Regions from separate parts of the Mus musculus genome. Here regions 1, 2, 3, 4 and 6 are each linked to region 5. Evidence: chromatin contacts called from public HiChIP or PLAC-seq and promoter capture Hi-C data. All regions are on one chromosome and are shown on one strand. The core of a region is the stretch at or near the end of the contact, and the rest is flanking DNA. Distances in the headings are between cores, read along the strand shown. Region 1 holds the start of Rnf4 (ring finger protein 4). Region 2 holds the start of Ywhah (tyrosine 3-monooxygenase/tryptophan 5-monooxygenase activation protein, eta polypeptide). Region 3 holds the start of Fam193a (family with sequence homology 193, member A). Region 4 holds the start of Pisd (phosphatidylserine decarboxylase). Region 5 holds the start of Fam53a (family with sequence similarity 53, member A). Region 6 holds the start of Haus3 (HAUS augmin-like complex, subunit 3).

Region 1 (2,700 bases), core at 58-2,557, 710 kb before region 5:
CCACTCATTTCACATCGAACTCACAGGCAAACCGGGACGCAAGTGTTTTCTCCAACCATTAAAAAGAAAAAGCACCAGGTGTGTGTGGGGTCTGGGCTGGAGAGAGGTTCCCTCTCACCATTGTCAGGAACAAGAGTCAATCTGCAGGCTGAAAGACCTCAGACTACCTCAGCCTTTGTGAACCTCGGGCTCCCCCAATTACTTGGGCAACCTAAACTAAACGGCAGACCGAAAAACTGAAGCTTAAAACGCCCAGGGGTAAAGTTTAAAAAAACAAAAAGCAGGAACGCCCATATCTGGACTCCTCCCCCGCCCTAATCAAAATGTGGACAATGGCGTCCACTGCGAACAATGTTAAAGGTTAAGTTTCCTATCCCTGTGTACAGATGTGGCCCTGAGGGAAGGGCCCGAGCAGGCACCGGGCTAAGGATGGAGGTCGCAATCGCCCGCTTGACTAACCATAGATAGAACCAAAAGTGGCTCCTGGAAGCCCAAACCCCATTCAGCTCCAAAGCCCGCAAGCGTCCTCGGCACTCTCGCAACTTAGATACGGCCCGCCACGCGGCCCGGGTGCCCCAGCAAACTCGCAGGCCTCCGGAAGGCGGGGCGGCGACGCGACCACACAAAGGCTGCGTCATCAGCAAGGAACAAAAACCTCGCTCAGGTTCTCTGCAATCCGCCCGCCCGGCCCCGAGAGTGACCTTGGGCGACCCCCAACCCTCGCCGAGCCTCAGTTTCCCTTCCTACTTGGCGAAAGAGGTTCTCCGGCCAGGCCGCGGGTTGGCGAGCGGATACCCCCACACAAGACATTTCCCTACTTCCGACGACGGCGCCGCTCCATGTTCCGACAACCGCGTGCTCTCCGGGAAAGAGGCGGCAGAGGGCCCAAGCCGGAGAAGCGCGGTTCTGCGAGAGGCGGGCGGCCACCAACCCCAGTGCGGGCCGAGAGGCCGCCCGCGCTCCACGCCCGCACCGCCCTGCCCCGCCGCTTCCATGCTGCGGAGCCCAGCCTTACTTGGAGCTGGGGTTTGCTGCCAGACGCCTCGGCTGATGAGCTCGGGCAAGGACGTACCGACTCCAGCCGCCGCTGAGGAGACCCGTTCAAGCAAGCCTCCACCGCCTCACGAAGACCCACTTCCGCTCGTCCGGCACCGGCCCGCCCTTCTCAGCCCTTATTGGCCTCTCCCGCCTTTTCTCCCGTGCTCTACCGGTTTAGGAGGATAAATTGCAATTTTATTGGGTGAGAAAACCATCTATTACCACTTTGAAATACACCTTCTTCCGGTCACGCCCCCCGCCTGCTTGCGGGAGCTTCCACTTCCCGCGAGAGTGCCGCCAGTCGCGCTCCTCCCACGAGAACTTGGCGGTGTCGTTGCTGAGGCGCGTCGCGAGCTTGCCCGCTGGGTGTTTGACTTTTCGTTTGGCTTCTGACCTGGTATACGGTGGCCCTTACGGCTGCATCTAGCCCTAAACCATAATCCGTACCCTTCTCCGTCTCCTCGGTCGTTAATGAGGCGTACCAGAGACTCGCCCAAGGCCCCAATTTTCTGCTGATCCACAGGCAACCAGGCCGGGATTCGCACCATAAGTGCCAGGCTCTTAGGCATGTCGGTCCCCGGACTCTCCCTCGCAGGAATCCCATCATCTGGACAGGGGGCTCACCTATACGTTTGGGAGGCCTACCTGGAGGAAGCTTGAGGACTAGACGAAAGAGAACGTCCAGTTAGACATTGTGTGTGCTAAAGGCGGGGGAAGGTAGAGCTGGGCATGCCCAGGAGTCTGCGGGTTAGCTGCCCAAGTGTGTCGGGGCAGAGGCGAGAAAGGCAGGACTCAGAACACAAGTCCCATGGAATGCAAAGAACGGCCTCGGGCAAGACCAGGGCCTGGAATTGGGTCTTAGGACATCTCATGTTACAGAATCTCTCTTACCTGAATCTGAAAACCAGTATAATAACTTTAGGCAAGTCTCAGTCCATTCACACCTATTACAGGTTATCCATTTTACCTACTTCTGCCGGTTAATAAGAATGTGAGTGCTAACAGGTAATACAAGTCCTGCTGCTCCTGGGCTAGGTGGAGGGATGGGTTTAGCAACTGGAAAATGATCTATCCATAGATAAATAGCAACTAGAAAGAAATAGATGAGGACCCTCAGACTACTTGAGCAGATGATTTGAAGGTTATCCTAAATGTGGTTGAATTGCTTCTGTGGGGATATAGATCCTGGAAGATTGATTAACATGGCGAAGCAGATCAAAACCCGACCGTTAATATTTTCCATATTACAATCTCTGACGTTTTATGGAATTATAAGAGAACTTAGGATAAAGTGTGTATGATAAATACATACCTGACTCCAGTGTAAAATGTGTTTTGATGTTTTGGGCATGCTTTCCAAATGTTATAAATAGGAATAAAGAGAACTTACATTTGTAAGAAAAATGTAGGTATTTCTTATAATTTTTTGAATACTTAAATCAGGTGAGACCAAAACAGGAATATATACCCTTATAGGTTAAAGGTTCTGTTTGCAGTTAAACAGTTAAATATTTCTTGCCAGGAAGTAGTGGCCCACACCTTTAATCCCAGCAGAGATTAAACTCAGGAGGCAGAGGCAGGCAGATCTCTAAGTCTGAGGCTAGCCTGATAGGCTAGTTCCAGGACAGTCAAGGCTATACAGAAACACTGACTCAAAAAACA
Region 2 (2,700 bases), core at 151-2,650, 610 kb after region 5:
AATGTTGGCCTCAATTTTCTATTTCATGTAGTATCAAAATACAATTTCCAAATTAAATGTGTATGGAGTATGTGGGTTTAAGAAAGCCTTTCAAAGACTAGCCATAGGTCATATGAGCTACAATTCAGGGCAGTTAATACTTAGGTCAGCTAAAAACTGCCCAAGGGCTGCTAAAATGCAGATTTCTGGGTCTCACCCTCAAAAATGTTTATGTATTTAGAAGTCTAAGGTGGAATCCAAGGAAATTTTCTCCCTAGTCTTAAGAGCTAGGTGGCCACAGTTGTAATTCTGCCACTGTGTGACCTTGACAAGAAATATTCTTTTAGAAAAAACCCAGGATGATGTGAAGAGTTGTCTATAGTGATGTGGTAACAGAACTCCAAAGTCTTGGGTAGGCAGGTAGGCTCTAGGCTAAGCTATTGACTAGGGTGTGGCTGGGCAGGTCTCCTTTACCGGAAATCAAGCTCCAGAATCCATCTCTGAGGGTCTCAGGAATGCAAAGGCCCCCAGGGTTGCTTCGTTTTCATTTCATCTCCAGGAAGGCACGCAGCATGGACCGTTGGGATGTATGCAGGGACCCACACCCTCCTTCACGCCCAGGACTGCTGGAAAGGGGTCTTCCCACACAAAGCCAGACCCGAGGTGTGGAAAGTGGGGGAAAAAAACAACTTCAGACAAGCAAACCAAACCGGTCGTAGTAGAGAAAACCAGGAGATGGGTCTCCACTCGCGGATGAGCCTTTATTACAAGTGGGTGAATGGTGGAAGGAAAGCGCCTTTCGCCCAGGTCCGGCAGAAGGGTCTAGAAGCAGGAACGCGACTTCCTCCTTTCCTCGGGCACCCCCTCCCCCACCGGGGCTCTGCGCTAGGACACGGCGACCCCCGCCCGCCAGCCACCGAGAGGCCTCCCGGGGAGACCCCGCCCCGGCCAGGCCGCAGGAAACGGAGAGTCCAGCGGCCGCCGCGCCCAAAAGGTGGCGGCGCGTAGGGAGAGAGCCGCCGCCCAGGCTCGGGCCGCCCCGCCCCGCAGCCCCCGGCCGCCCGGCTCCCCAGCGCGCTCACCGCCTTCATGGCGGAGGCCATATCGTCGTAGCGCTCCGCCTGCTCCGCCAGTCGCGCCCGCTGCAGCAGCTGCTCTCGATCCCCCATGTCGCTCGCGACTCGGCCTCGCCTCGCACGCCCACACCGCCTGCTCACTCGCTCGCTCGCTCGCCCGCCCGTCCGCTTCCCGGTCGCCGCCGAGGCCGCTACCGCGCACGCGCACTGGCTCGCCGGCTGGCGGGAGGCTGCAGGCTGCGCCGCCGCTCGCGCCTTCTCGCTGGCTGGCTGCACGCGCTGTGGCGAGCGCCGCGGAGCCGCCGAGAGAGGATAGGGGGCGCCGCGGGCGGGCGGGCGGGCGGGGAGGACGCGACCACGCCTGCGCACTCGGATCAGCCCGCCGAGCTACGGGAGGGGGCGGGGCGGCCCAGCCCTAACGGTCTTTTTAAGGTGACGTCACCTACTATAAATAGCCGCGGCGAGGGCCGCGCTGGAGAGCTGCGCAGGCGCCTTAGGAGTACTGCAGTTTACCGCCGCAGCGTTGGAGGGTGGGGAGCGGCTGGGGCGCGGCGATGGTGGTTCCGCAGGCAGGCGTTGTCGCAGCCCTGGCCAGGAAAACGCTACAGAACCCATGATAGAGCTCGGGCTTGAGAAGCAGATACCCGCAGATAACCCTGTATGGAAAAGCCGAGGCGCCCCGGACCGAGGGGCGGCTTTGTTGGGTGTTGCCACCTCCAGCAAGCGGTCAGCTCTGTCAGCGGCGTGGGGTGGGTCCTGCCCTTTGGGACAGCCCCTCACAGACACACTAGAATCCACAATACTGCAGGGTAGTGCCATCCTTAAAACTGACCTTGGGCCAGCTCTGGCTTGCACAGGAAGGGATAGGGAACTTGGCAGAGCGGAGTAGCGTTCAGGACATACCTACGGGGACCTGACTTACTGTTGGGCCTTGACTAGCACTAACCTATTTCATACAACCACTCCGGGAAAGGCTCAGCAGGTCCCCCATTCTTCAAAGCAGAAGTGCAATCTACAACCCTGGTAAACCTAGGAAAACCAAAAGTTGGCAACTATCAGGGTCGACTTAGCCTGGTTCAAATCTTTTTAGGGAATTAGTGATTATAGGTCAGAGGTGCAGTGTTGGCCTGGAGGGCCTGATGCTCAGTGGAAGAAGGAACAAAAATTCAAGGCAAGGTGACATATCCTATTTGTGGAGGGGCCAAAATCTAATTTCAGTGTCTTCTTGGATTTCTGTGGCGATGGACTGGACACTAAGCCTTCACCGCTCCTGTCGTTCTGTGCTAAAGGTCCCTGGGTTGGACCTCAAGCTAGAAAAAGTGCAATTAAAACAAAACAGTCTGGCATGGTGGAACATGTCTTTAATCCTAGTAGCCAGGAAACAAAGGAACAGGCAGGCATATCTCTGAGTTCTAGGCCAGTCAGGGATACACAGAGAAATCCTGTCTGAAACACACACACACACACACACACACACACACACACGGCTGTTACACAAAGAGAAGCCATGCACACACATAAGAAAAATCTAGCCCACTGTAGCACAGAAGAAGGGGCCTTAGGTTCACTGAGGAGTGTGTGTGTGTGTGCTCATGTTGAAGACTGCTCAGGAGCCATGTTTTTGTTTTTGTTTTTGTTGGTTTTG
Region 3 (2,700 bases), core at 120-2,619, 740 kb before region 5:
AGTCAAGAAAAAGGCCAAACTCTGGAAACTCAAACCCAAGGACAAACCCCAGATGCTAAACAAATGTAACAATACTCCGCGAAGAAAGCTCCCAAAGTTGCACCAAAACTGCAGAGAACACCGGGAACAAATAAGGAAAACTTAAGTATTTATCCATTACTGTACTTTCTTGCAACAACATGAGCATCAAAACCCATGCCCATCCCCAACAATTTTCTCAACTGCTCTCAATACATACTGTGCCAACACAATATTCCGAATCTCATTAAAAAAAAAAAAAATCTGCCTCATGACTTGGCACACAAATACCCCTTAAAGCTTTGGTTTCTTCACTGTGGATGTCTTTTTAAAAGAAGATAACTTGTTTTAGCAACCTTACAAGAACGCAACTTGAGAGAAACCCATAATCATTCGGTGGCCAATCCAATCTATAGAACCGATTATGCCAACTGCATCCCACGTACCAGCACTATCTTCTGAAACAGAATAAAAGAGACAGCGGTCCATCCACAGCATGCCTGCGTAAGTAAACCTGAAAAAATAGTTACCCCAACCCTTGCGACTATCCTCAGCTGACACTCCTGAGGAAAGAGACCCCGGCGGCTCCCGAGAGCTTACAGCAGCAGGCACAGAGGGCAAGACAGCCGCGCCCGTGGTGCGCCAGGCGGTACCCAGAAACTTCTAGGGGGCACTTTTCAAGGCCACAGTCGGTGTGCCTCGGGGGTCCCGCCGGCGCCGCCCTCCCTCCGCCGCGCTCGCGCCCGGGAGGAGCTGTCAGCTAGGCAGGCGCCGGCCCGTTATCCGCCGGCCGCGCCCGCCCGGCCGCTCGTGAGGGGGCGGCGGCCGCTCCCGCCCGCGGACCCCTGCTGCTTACCTCGAAGTAGCCTCCGGCGGCACCGCCCGCACCCGCGCCCAGAGGCCCGTGGGCCGCCGCGCCGCCCAGCAGGCCCGCCGCGCCGGGGCCCGGGGCCTGGGGGCCGCGCAGGGCCGCCGCCGAGCCGGCCTTGCCGCCCGAGCCGCCGCCACCCGAGCCACCGCCGCCGCCGCGCTTGTTCTTCCGGCGCTTGGCTCCGCGCTTAGCGTCGGCCGGGCTCATGGCGGGAGTGAGGGACGGAGGACGGCGGGCGGGGAAGGGGCGCGGGCGGGCGCCGGGCCGCGGGCGGCGGCGGCAGCGGCGGGCAGGCGGAGGCGGCGGCGGGCGCTGCGGCCGGCCGGGCGGGGGGCGCGGCGCGGGGTCTCCTCCCGGGCTGGGAGGGCGGGGCGGACGGGATCTGAGGGGCAGCTGCTGGCGAGAGCGACGCGAGTCCACCGGGCCCGGTGCCGCCGCTGACCAGAGTTAAGAGTCCAATATGGCGGACACAAGGGGAAAGGGATCCCAGTTTACGTCGGGGGAGGGGGGAAGCAGCGGCAGGGGGAGGGGCGCGGGCGGCCGCCCCCCGCACTCCGCCCTCCCGGGCGGCGCGCCCCTGGCCTGGGACCCCGCCCCCGACGCCACGCGCGAGGCATGCCGGGAGCTGTAGTTCCAGCCGCCCGCGGCTCCGCCCGGGCGTGTGGGGCGGGACCACGACTCCCGTAGGGCCACGCGCAGTTAGTCGTGCGGGGAGAGGGTGTGCCTAGGGTGACGTCCGGCGCCGCGTGGCCCTGTGGAATCTGTAGTCCGCGCACGGACGGAGCTGGAGGCGGGCGGGGTCCAAGAGGGTCTCGCAGTTCCAACTCTGGCGGTCTCTCAGTTCCTTTAGTACAGCCTCCTGCCAAAGACCCAAGCTCTTGCCCTGCTCGTAGTGGGCCCTGCTGACTTTGGCCCAGTCCAGGTTCGAGCGTGCCCCTTTCACCTGTCGCTGTGTGACCTTGGCCTATGCCAGGGCCAGTGGAAAGAGGGCCGGCATCCGCCGACTGGTAATTCACTGCATCTGCGCTGACAAGGCCTGCAGTAAGCAGGAGCCTGCCTCACTCCTTCCTCGCTTCTCTTTAAAGTCTCCATACTTAAAGGAGCGCTTCCTCAGGCCATCGCCCATGCTATTCATCACTTTCCATTCACCACATACCAGGAGGACTTTAGTTCAGGACAGAAGTCTGGACCACTACCTAGAAACCTTGTTCCTTGGCGCCCTGCTTATCGCCTATAGGTACAAGGACCCAAACCAAAGGTTTCCCGCAGTTCATACCTATTTTTGATTCCATCAGTGGAACCAAGTGCTATCTGTTGAGATTAGCATTGCGACATACAGACATGCGCTCCTGAACCATCTCCTATTACCTCCTAGTTAGTCATTCTGGCCCAATTCAGCAATTCTGACCCATTTTTCACCCCAAACCTGAGCAGCCCAATGTGATGAACCCCGTTTCAATGACTAACTTCCCAATAGAATGAAGGTCCCTCACCCAAACAGGTCTTGGATAGCTCTGATATTAAAGTGTAGTAGGATGCCAGGCTAAATCTCCCTCAGTACTCCATAGGTGGGCAGTGTCAGGACCGCCCCTTCCCTCCATTTCATCTAAGGAGTCCAGTTGAATGCCTCCCTACTTCCATAACCACTTTGCTTTCTTCTGTTCTTGGCACATTGGCATGGAGTTGAAATTTTTAAGTGTCATTAGTATCCTAGAGGGCACAGGATATAGAAGTGCTTGCCTCCACCATAATCCCAACCCCTTGCAGGCACAGGGCTGGGCATGCAGCACTCCAGTAATTGCTAGGTGAAT
Region 4 (2,700 bases), core at 143-2,642, 840 kb after region 5:
TGCTCTTAACCACTGAGCCATTTCACCACCTCTTTTTATTATGTGTTTTTAGTTTTGCTCCTTTTAAAAAAGGTATATACAGTATATTTATAACATGTTTTCTAAAGAATTGAAAAAAAATAGTGTTATATAAAACTAGGGTTTTTGTTTTGTTTTGTTTTGTTTTGTTAAAACAGGGTCTAGGTAGCCCAGGCTGGCCTGGAATTCAGGACACTCCAAAATACTGGGATTCCAGTGTTATTTTGAAATAACTCACCTCAATCATTTGAATTACAACACTCAATTCCATACCAAAATTATGTTGTGTGTGTTTCTTTTCCAGGCTCTGGAAAAGTATGACAAAGGGAGGTGTTTGCCTTGAATTACCAAACTTGTGACTTCTTAGGTTCTCTCTCTCTCTCTCTTTTTTTTTTTTTTTTTTTTTTTTTTTTTTTTTTTTGGTTTTTCGAGACATGGTTTCTCTGTGTAGCCCTGGCTGTCCTGGAACTCACTTTGTAGACCAGGGTGGCCTGGAACTCAGAAATCCTCCTGCCTCTGCCTCCTGAGTGCTGGGATTAGAGGGGTGTGCCACCAAGCCCGGTTTAGGTTCTCTTTAGTGGCTGGTTTTGCTGTAAGTGAATTTAAGTAACTATCCAGAATTAATCTAAAGCACTAATTAGCTTATCCGTTTGGTGTTTACTAGAAGAAAAATCAGGGCTGCCTTCCTTCAGTTTTTGCATTCAGGTTCAACCATTTTTCTAGGGCCTTAAAAGGGGGGCGGGGTGTTCAGATCATGGGTTTTGACACCAATGATGTAGAAATACTGGATTTTCTATTATTATACAATTTGCGAGCCCTTTGTGGGGTTAATGTGCCCTTGAGAAAGTTGCTTATCCTCGCAGACCTTTAAAATGGTAATAATATCCAAGGGCTGGCTGCGGGTCTCCAGCGCTTAGGAAAAAAAACAAAAACAAAAACAAAACTGTTATGTACCACTGAAAAATTCGTTTTCCCCTCATAACTGGAAAGTACAGGAGAAAGCACCATCACCGGGAGCCTAGTTTAACAGCTTTCCATATTTCTTACATAAACCCCTCGCCTCTGGAGCCCCATCAATGAGATAAGAATAGACACCCCGTTCCAAGGGATCCAACGCCTTCTTCTGGCCGCCGAGGGCGCCAGCATCCTTGTGCCATGCACACATCGTGACTGAGCACAAGGTGGCTCAGATTTTTCGGGCACAGGAGCGGCTGTCCCATCGCCCCGGCGCGCCTGCCCACACACTCCGCGGGGGTGGGCCCGGCAGAGGCGGAGCCGTACGCAGAAGCTTCCGGGCCCAGCCTTTCACGTTCCTGATTGGCCCGGTGACGACAAGGGCGTGCGTCCGAAGGCGGAAGGGGGCGTGTCCGCTCAGGAGGAGGCGAGATGGCGGCGTCTGGGGGCCGCGCGTGTGTGCGCTCGCTTCGTGGAGGTGTGCTGTGGCGGAGCAGGTATGGCCGGGCGGGAGGCTGCTGGGGTAGGGATCAGCACAGACCAAGCCAGGCTCTGAGAGCGAAGCCAGTTCTCGTCGCCGGCTCGCCGCGAGTAGGTCTGACAGGAAGGACACGGAGCCACCTTTCGGCTTCAGAACAGGTGCTACAAGCCACCGCGTGGACCGTGAAATGGGTGTGGCCTAAAGGCTGGGTGAAAGTGCACAGGGACAACCAAACCCACCATATTCTGCTGCCCGCTGGTCTCTAGAGTGGAAGCAGAGTCGATCTCCTTTTCACGGGTGTTTGCCTTCCTACCAGGCTGGTGTAACCTGGAAGAGCACGGCACGGCAAAGCGACCTTCACTTGGGGTTCTAAAGCTTTGAGGCGAAAGAATTAGGTTTCTTTATCTGAAAAGTCTGTGGTGGAATTGTGGTCCTTATCCTGCTGACCCCAAACGTCTGGGTTACTTAAGTTCCTAGGCAGCTAGAAGTGGGAGAGCGACATGAGGCATCTATTGTGACTGTTCATTTGGCTTTTTGTCTGCTCCAGACAGTTTCATTAGGTAACCCAGGCTGGCCTCGAAATCACAGCTATCCCCCTGCCTCAGCCTCCCAAGTGCTTCCAAAAAGCCGAGATTACTGGCATGTTTCAGCTGTTTATTCTTTTTTGAAGGGTAGGAGGGGAGAAGAGGAGAGAGTTCTTAACCCAAATGAGAGAGAAGAAACAGTTCTCAACTTGGCTGAGTTACTTAATAGCCTACATACTTATTTCTTTTTGGCAAAGACTACTTCTACCTTTTTACACCGTGTGTGTGTATGCATATGGGTGGTTGCAGGTGTCCATAGGACCATCAAGAGTCTCCTGGAATTGGAGGAATTACAGGTGGTTGAGAGCCATCTGACATGTATGCTGGGAACCAAACTCTGGTACTTTTTTTTTTTTTTTTTTTTTTTTTTTGGTTTTTTGAGACAGAGTTTCTCTGTGTACCCCTGGCTGTCCTGGAACTCATTCTGTAGACCAGGCTGGCCTCGAACTCAGAAATCTGCCTGCCTCTGCCTCCCAAGTGCTGGGATTGAAGGCTTTACCACACCTGGCTCAACTCTGGTTCTCTTAACTGCTGAACCATCTCTACACCACCAACATTGCTCAATTTTTAAAATGTGTGTGTGTGTGTAAATATTTTGCCAGCATGTATGTCTGTGTGTGCCCTGGTACCCATGGAGGCCAGAAGAAAACATTCTAGCTTAAT
Region 5 (2,700 bases), core at 146-2,645:
TGGTTTTATGTGAATTCATCAACTCCCTGAAAATTACCCTAAAAGGGCACACACTGAAAGCCTTTAGGAATTACTCAAATACAGCTGAGCTGTGTGGCGTATGTAACTTAATCAGCTGCAGGGCTTGGGAAACACAAGGTGACCGTGGTGATTTGAGAAGGCCACCATTGGTCCAGATCTGCCCAGGGAGAGTGTGGTTGAGGACTGTTCTGGGCAGAGTTCCTCTTAGGCACAGGTGCCTGCCAGATGTCTCAGTCCTTATCTGGCTCCTGCCTGCTGTGATCCAGGTCGCAAGTCCCCTGTCCTCAAGAAACCTGGAGGAGGAAATGAAAGGTCTGTCGCAGGTGATGCAGCAGGTGAGGGCACTCATTCTAGTTGATCTTGGCCTCCCTTGGCTGGGCCTCTGAGCCTGTACAGAACTGGATTTACCAGACCCATAACGTGGTGGCCAGGGCCCAGACTTCTGGTGTGCCCCAGGAATACCCAGTGGCTTTCTAATGTCTTCCTTTTTAGGTCTTATTCCAGATGAGAACTATTCCATTTTCTACATCAAGTAGCTGTACCTAACCCTGCAACATTTTTTAAAATTACTTTTTGTTGTTTGGGAACAAGGTTGTCTAGGGATTACAGGCTTGTGAAATTGCAGCCTATTCCTAGCCAAGTCGGCAGGCGGTTTCATTTTGCTGCGCCTGGCCTCTAGCACCCTGAGAAGTGCTCCACCCCAGTCACACCCACCTGCAGAGCAGCTTTCCTTCACAGCACCGGTACCCAATGCACAAAAGTGCCTTCCAGTCACACGGTAGGTCCAGAAATGAGACTCCCAAAGGGAAGGGTCCTGCCCAAAGGCACATTACCAGCAAAGGACAGGAGAAGCTGGGCATTGGTGGCGCCTGTCTTTAATTCCAGGGCTCGGAAGACAGAGGCAGAAGGATCTCTAGGAGTTCGAAGCCATCCTTGTCTACAGTCCGAGCTTCATACTGAGATTTTGCTATAAAAGAAAGAAAGAAAAAGAAAAAAGGCAGGGAGATGAAGGTGGTCACATCGGACTTTGGAATCCGGGAGCCTATAGGTACCACTACCGGCCTTCGATGCCCCGCGGACACCCGAAGGTTAACGTCACACCCGGCGCGGGCCAGCTCGCACAGGGGGGCGGGGCCAGCAGCGGCGCACGGTACCCGTAGGAGGGAAGTGAGAGGAAACGGGGGCGGGGCGTCACGAGGCCACACCCACAACACGCCGGGCAGTGACGTCGCCCGCCTAGCGGTGCGGCTGAGGGTTGATTGCTTGCGGCGGCTTCCGCGGGCGGGTGCGCGAGCGGACGGCTGACGGCTCGGGGCGGTGGTAGCGGCGCGGCGACCAATGAGGGCGTCCGGAGGGGGCGGGGCGTCGGCTGCGGTTTTGTTCCGCGGTGACTGAGGCTCACCGTCCCCATGCGCGGAGCGCGGCCTGCGCGGCCGGCGCCCTGCCCCAGCTACGGAGCTCGGTGCTCACTCGCCTCGCGGAGAGTGCTCTGCGCCGTCGTTCGCCTGCTCATCGCTAAGAGCTCCAGCCACCGCAACGCCGTGTCCTTGCGCTGCGATCCCGGAGTCTCCGTACGTCGGCCGGCGCCGCGCAGCCGCACGTCGAGAGCCGGGTGCATCGGCACAGCGCGCGGAACACCCTCTAGGGCCAGCCGGCGTCTCAGCACCTTAAGGTCCCCGCGCGCCCCGGGCCCAGCACTGTCCTCGTGTCCCGTGTCCCCGACATCCTAAGGTCCTCGGGGACCCAGCATCTGAAAGAACCCTGGGCCCCAGCTCCCTAGAGTCCCCTGGGCCCCAGCTCCCCGAACTCGTGGCGAGTCCGGGGACCCCTCCAATTAGGCCAGGCCCCAAGCATTCTGTTGTGCGCGCTCCTGCACGCCAGGCGGTAAGGCCTGCCCGCTGCGCCTGGGGCGCGCTGCCACTTGTTGAATCACTTTTCATGTCGACTTTGAGACCTGTTGTCGCCATGCTGAGTCCGTGGGCCCGTGAACCCGCTGTTGTTGAGACTCAGTGATTGTTATTTTGTATTCAGGAAGCAGGAAGTTTGACGAGATATGATGGTCCCTTAAGGGAATCCCAAGAGCAGATCCTCCCCAACGACCTGTGGAAGGTGACTTGGAAGTCTATTCCGAAGCCACTTTCCTGCGTAGACTGAGGGTGTGTAAGTCCCTTTAAGACTTCCTGTGTGGAGGATGGGATGTGCGATGTTCACAATGTATTTTACCGCTCCGAATGCTATTGCCTTTGTACATTAGTCTTAATTACAGATCTGTGATCTATCACTCCAAATTAAAATCACTTTAATTTTTTGCACTTCAAGGTATTTAATCATTAGATATATCTTTAAGTATGAATCTAAGCTTATTCTAACCCTCCAGCCCCACTACTTAAGTTTATAATGATGTTTCAGCTCTGAGAATTTTGAAGATGGACTAGTTTGACTTGAAAGGTGTACTTTAGTTTTTACATTAAGAAATTTGACTTGTGCTCACTGATGCTGCTGCTTCAAATACATATTTGGTCATCTTAGGAAAGTGGGTCTTGGAAGGGAAGTTCAGCATCTCAGAACAAGGTAGGACCGAGGATAGTTTTTCCAAATTCTGAATATTACGCCAAGGTGGAAATTGAAATTGATTAGGAAGAGTAGATGGACTTTGCTGTTTTGGTTAGTGGTTGGTCG
Region 6 (2,700 bases), core at 179-2,678, 540 kb before region 5:
TGGCCAAAACCCACTCAACGCCAGCTCCCTGCTGAGCCCCTACCTCCAGTTTGGCATCTGGGGTCCTCTTGGGCCAGTCCCCTGATGTCCTAACCACATTAGGCACCATTCTAAGAACTTTTCCCCTGTACTGTTTGTTTTTATTTACTTTCCGGTTTTATTGACCTTCAAAAGGAGGATAAAAGTTAAATAAGAATTAATAGGAAATGTCTTCAACTCAAATTTAAATGATCTGCTTAGAACATTAGTTTTTCTCTCTTTGAAAACATGAATATCTGGGCATGGTGATTCATACCTGTGGCCCCAGCACTTGGAGATGCTAAAGTAGGATCTTGAGTTGAAGCCCAGCCTGGGTAGAGAAGCAAATCCTTGTCTCACAAAACAAATAAGCCCAGGGAAAAAGATCCAGAAAGAATTCTACCTAGTAGCAACTAGACTAGACCCTTGTCTGATACATCACCCTATTTATGATTAGAAGAGGGGAATACTATTTTTTTAATGATCAAAGCCCAGATCTTGTGAATTTATATATCATCTTACAAGAGAGTGGTTAAGTTGCAAATGCTGTCTGATAGAAAAAAATGAACAGATTATGACCCATACAGACAAGTTGTTACCAATGCCAACTGTAACTCCAAAGATCAGTTTTCTGGGACCATAGGACATTAACTAGGCTTGCATCTGAGTTCAGCATTCTGTCTTTCATTGAATGACGGCGGGCATCCTCAGAATGTCTGTACTTCTGAGTTAAATGCATTCTAAAACTGATGTATTTTACACCTTGACATTTTGAAGATGGGATCTTGGAGGGAGTCAGCTTTTGCTTGGAAGTCATCGAGGCCTTGGGAGTTAAGTGATTTTTGTTAAATAACCATTGTAAAAGATTCTATAGCCAACAATCCTACCCTGCAAGAGACCTGATAGGGTCCCAGCTGCTTGTTATTAGCACCAACGCTGGATCACCCTACCAGTGGTGGTGGTAAGAGCTGTTGGGGGAAGAAGGGGTCTGTTCGGCCTCAAACTTCCGGTCCCCTAGTGGTGTCACAGACCGCAAGCCATTCTTAGGACAGGAGGCCTAACTGAACTAGAGGGCCAAATGGCCAAGGCAACAAAGCAGCCGGAAGAGACCCAGACTCCAACTCCCGAGCGGGGGCGGGGTGGGGCGGAGCGAGGGCAGAGCCTATAGTGAGAAAACCAATCCTCTTGAGCCTAGCGGGAAGGACGGCGGGCCAGAGGCGGGGCTAAGGGGCGGTGCGTCCGTCAGGAAAGCCAATCACTTTACCCCGGCTCGTTGAAGGGGGTTGGTCTGCGGGTCCTCCTTCGCTTTCTCCGGGATACCTCGCCGCCTGCGCTGACTTTACGGATGTTGTAATCTGCGCGTGCGCGTCCTGGCACTCCCGTGAGGCACTGCGGCGCGCGCGGTTGGAGGCTGGCAGAGAGCAGTGACTGCGGCTTTCCTGAGGTAAGGGTCTTGTAAGTTCGGGGTTGGCGGGGCCGCCGCTACCCTCCTACAGCCTGCTTGAGGCATCGATAGAGGTCGCTGGGCCCAGGCGCGGGGTGTGCGGGGAGGCTGAGGCTTTGTGCCAGAGGTGGGGGCGGAGGTACGTGGCCGGTCATCCGGCTGGGGTTGGTAGCTTTATTTTTCGGATACTGCGGATAAAACCCAAGGCCTCAATCATACGAGGCAAACGTTAAACCGGAAATACACACTTATCTGTTACCCAGCTTTTAAAAACAGCAATTTGGTACTTTTGTGGGCGTGTTTTATTAGAGCTCTTAAGTGTCATAACTGGATACTCAGAAACAAACCAAAACCAACCCAGAGAGTTTGCTACCAGAGTGTCAAATACATCGTGATTTTAAGACCTGCCATTGTCACTGACCTAAGTTTGGTTCAAGTCGTGGTTCATTGTGTTCTATTCGAAATAAAACTTCTTACTTGATGATTGATGGGTACTTTGAAACTTGTCAATTTGTCCTGGTTTTCTCTGCGTTAGACTGGTTATATCTATAGATTGAGTCCTTTGAGACTGATGGAACGCTGATTGAAGTAAATATTTAGTTGATTCTTCCTTAGAAAGGTAGGCATATTTCTTTTTCCTAACTAGAAACTACAGGGGAAACAGCTATTTTACAAAATGTAATTTATTTTAAGTAATTTCATCATTGGGAAAAAAAATCAGTTTTTTTTTATTGTTATATCTTCATTAATTAGATTCTTCATTACTGTTGTAGTGTCCTAAGCAACACCCTGATTGCTTCTGTTTTGCTTTGTCTTTGTCAGATATTGCACGTGCATCTGCTTTTAACTTAAGTAGTCTCCTGATGTCATCTGATAAAATGATCTGTATATTTAAAATTCATTTGCCTTGTTCATGGTCTAATACTTGTGTTCTTTCCCCCACTAGGAAAACACATTATAGATTGTATTTTTTTTCCTTCTTCTATGGACTTAGCGTAAATATGTTTTTTTCTGTTTGAACTTAGTTTAAAAAAATAGATTCATATCAAATATTTAAAAACAGGAGTAGTTAAACCATGAGTTGTGGAAATGAGTTTGTGGAAACATTGAAAAAAATTGGTTATCCCAAAGCTGATATTCTTAATGGAGAAGATTTTGACTGGCTCTTTGAGGATGTTGAAGATGAGTCATTCTTGAAATGGTTTTGTGGGAATGTGAATGAACAGAATGTATTGTCT

The links. Promoter capture Hi-C pulls out the DNA fragments that hold promoters and counts their contacts. HiChIP or PLAC-seq counts read pairs in DNA pulled down with a chosen protein or histone mark.
Region 1: a promoter capture Hi-C map of pre-B cells shows a contact between it and region 5. The contact joins the promoter of Rnf4 here to the promoter of Fam53a in region 5. A contact is called at or near these places in 5 of 39 promoter capture datasets (cranial neural crest, liver, neutrophils and 1 more), 2 of 484 Hi-C or Micro-C datasets (CD4 T cells and embryonic stem cells), 3 of 115 datasets of contacts at active chromatin or transcription factors (effector CD8 T cells, large pre-B cells and memory CD8 T cells) and 2 of 9 other capture datasets (adipose tissue and liver).
Region 2: a contact with region 5 is called in an H3K4me3 HiChIP or PLAC-seq map of bone marrow-derived macrophages, with 5 times the contacts expected there. The contact joins the promoter of Ywhah here to the promoter of Fam53a in region 5. A contact is called at or near these places in 2 of 39 promoter capture datasets (liver and pre-B cells), 2 of 484 Hi-C or Micro-C datasets (embryonic stem cells and regulatory T cells), 3 of 115 datasets of contacts at active chromatin or transcription factors (bone marrow-derived macrophages, extraembryonic endoderm stem cells and memory CD8 T cells) and 1 of 9 other capture datasets (embryonic stem cells).
Region 3: a contact with region 5 is called in a promoter capture Hi-C map of neutrophils, with 5 times the contacts expected there. The contact joins the promoter of Fam193a here to the promoter of Fam53a in region 5. A contact is called at or near these places in 4 of 39 promoter capture datasets (liver, neutrophils and pre-B cells), 1 of 484 Hi-C or Micro-C datasets (granulocytes) and 2 of 115 datasets of contacts at active chromatin or transcription factors (astrocytes and bone marrow-derived macrophages).
Region 4: a promoter capture Hi-C map of pre-B cells shows a contact between it and region 5, with 3 times the contacts expected there. The contact joins the promoter of Pisd here to the promoter of Fam53a in region 5. A contact is called at or near these places in 3 of 39 promoter capture datasets (liver and pre-B cells), 2 of 484 Hi-C or Micro-C datasets (CD8 T cells and neutrophils), 1 of 115 datasets of contacts at active chromatin or transcription factors (embryonic midbrain) and 1 of 9 other capture datasets (macrophages).
Region 6: a promoter capture Hi-C map of liver shows a contact between it and region 5. The contact joins the promoter of Haus3 here to the promoter of Fam53a in region 5. A contact is called at or near these places in 6 of 39 promoter capture datasets (the C10 cell line, erythroid cells, hematopoietic stem and progenitor cells and 2 more), 1 of 15 datasets of contacts at CTCF or cohesin (the NIH/3T3 cell line) and 2 of 115 datasets of contacts at active chromatin or transcription factors (bone marrow-derived macrophages and memory CD8 T cells).

The regions. Positions count from the first base shown.
Region 1 is chr5:34,334,857-34,337,556 of GRCm38.p6, reverse strand. Rnf4 (ring finger protein 4) reads right to left here and starts at 1,307. Exons shown (of 8, transcript NM_011278.5): 1 at 1,016-1,307. It also overlaps A830049F12Rik.
Region 2 is chr5:33,017,516-33,020,215 of GRCm38.p6, reverse strand. Ywhah (tyrosine 3-monooxygenase/tryptophan 5-monooxygenase activation protein, eta polypeptide) reads right to left here and starts at 1,400. Exons shown (of 2, transcript NM_011738.2): 1 at 1,062-1,400. The coding sequence starts at 1,148.
Region 3 is chr5:34,368,602-34,371,301 of GRCm38.p6, reverse strand. Fam193a (family with sequence homology 193, member A) reads right to left here and starts at 1,369. Exons shown (of 21, transcript NM_001243123.1): 1 at 875-1,369. The coding sequence starts at 1,096.
Region 4 is chr5:32,784,318-32,787,017 of GRCm38.p6, reverse strand. It overlaps Pisd (phosphatidylserine decarboxylase), which reads left to right and starts at 1,392. Exons shown (of 8, transcript NM_177298.3): 1 at 1,392-1,469. The coding sequence starts at 1,405.
Region 5 is chr5:33,628,330-33,631,029 of GRCm38.p6, reverse strand. It overlaps Fam53a (family with sequence similarity 53, member A), which reads left to right and starts at 1,395. Exons shown (of 6, transcript NM_178390.3): 1 at 1,395-1,693; 2 at 2,053-2,177. It also overlaps Gm9903.
Region 6 is chr5:34,168,152-34,170,851 of GRCm38.p6, reverse strand. It overlaps Haus3 (HAUS augmin-like complex, subunit 3), which reads left to right and starts at 1,428. Exons shown (of 5, transcript NM_146159.1): 1 at 1,428-1,462; 2 at 2,409-2,700. The coding sequence starts at 2,539. Poln (DNA polymerase N) reads left to right here and starts at 1,326. Exons shown (of 25, transcript NM_181857.4): 1 at 1,326-1,462.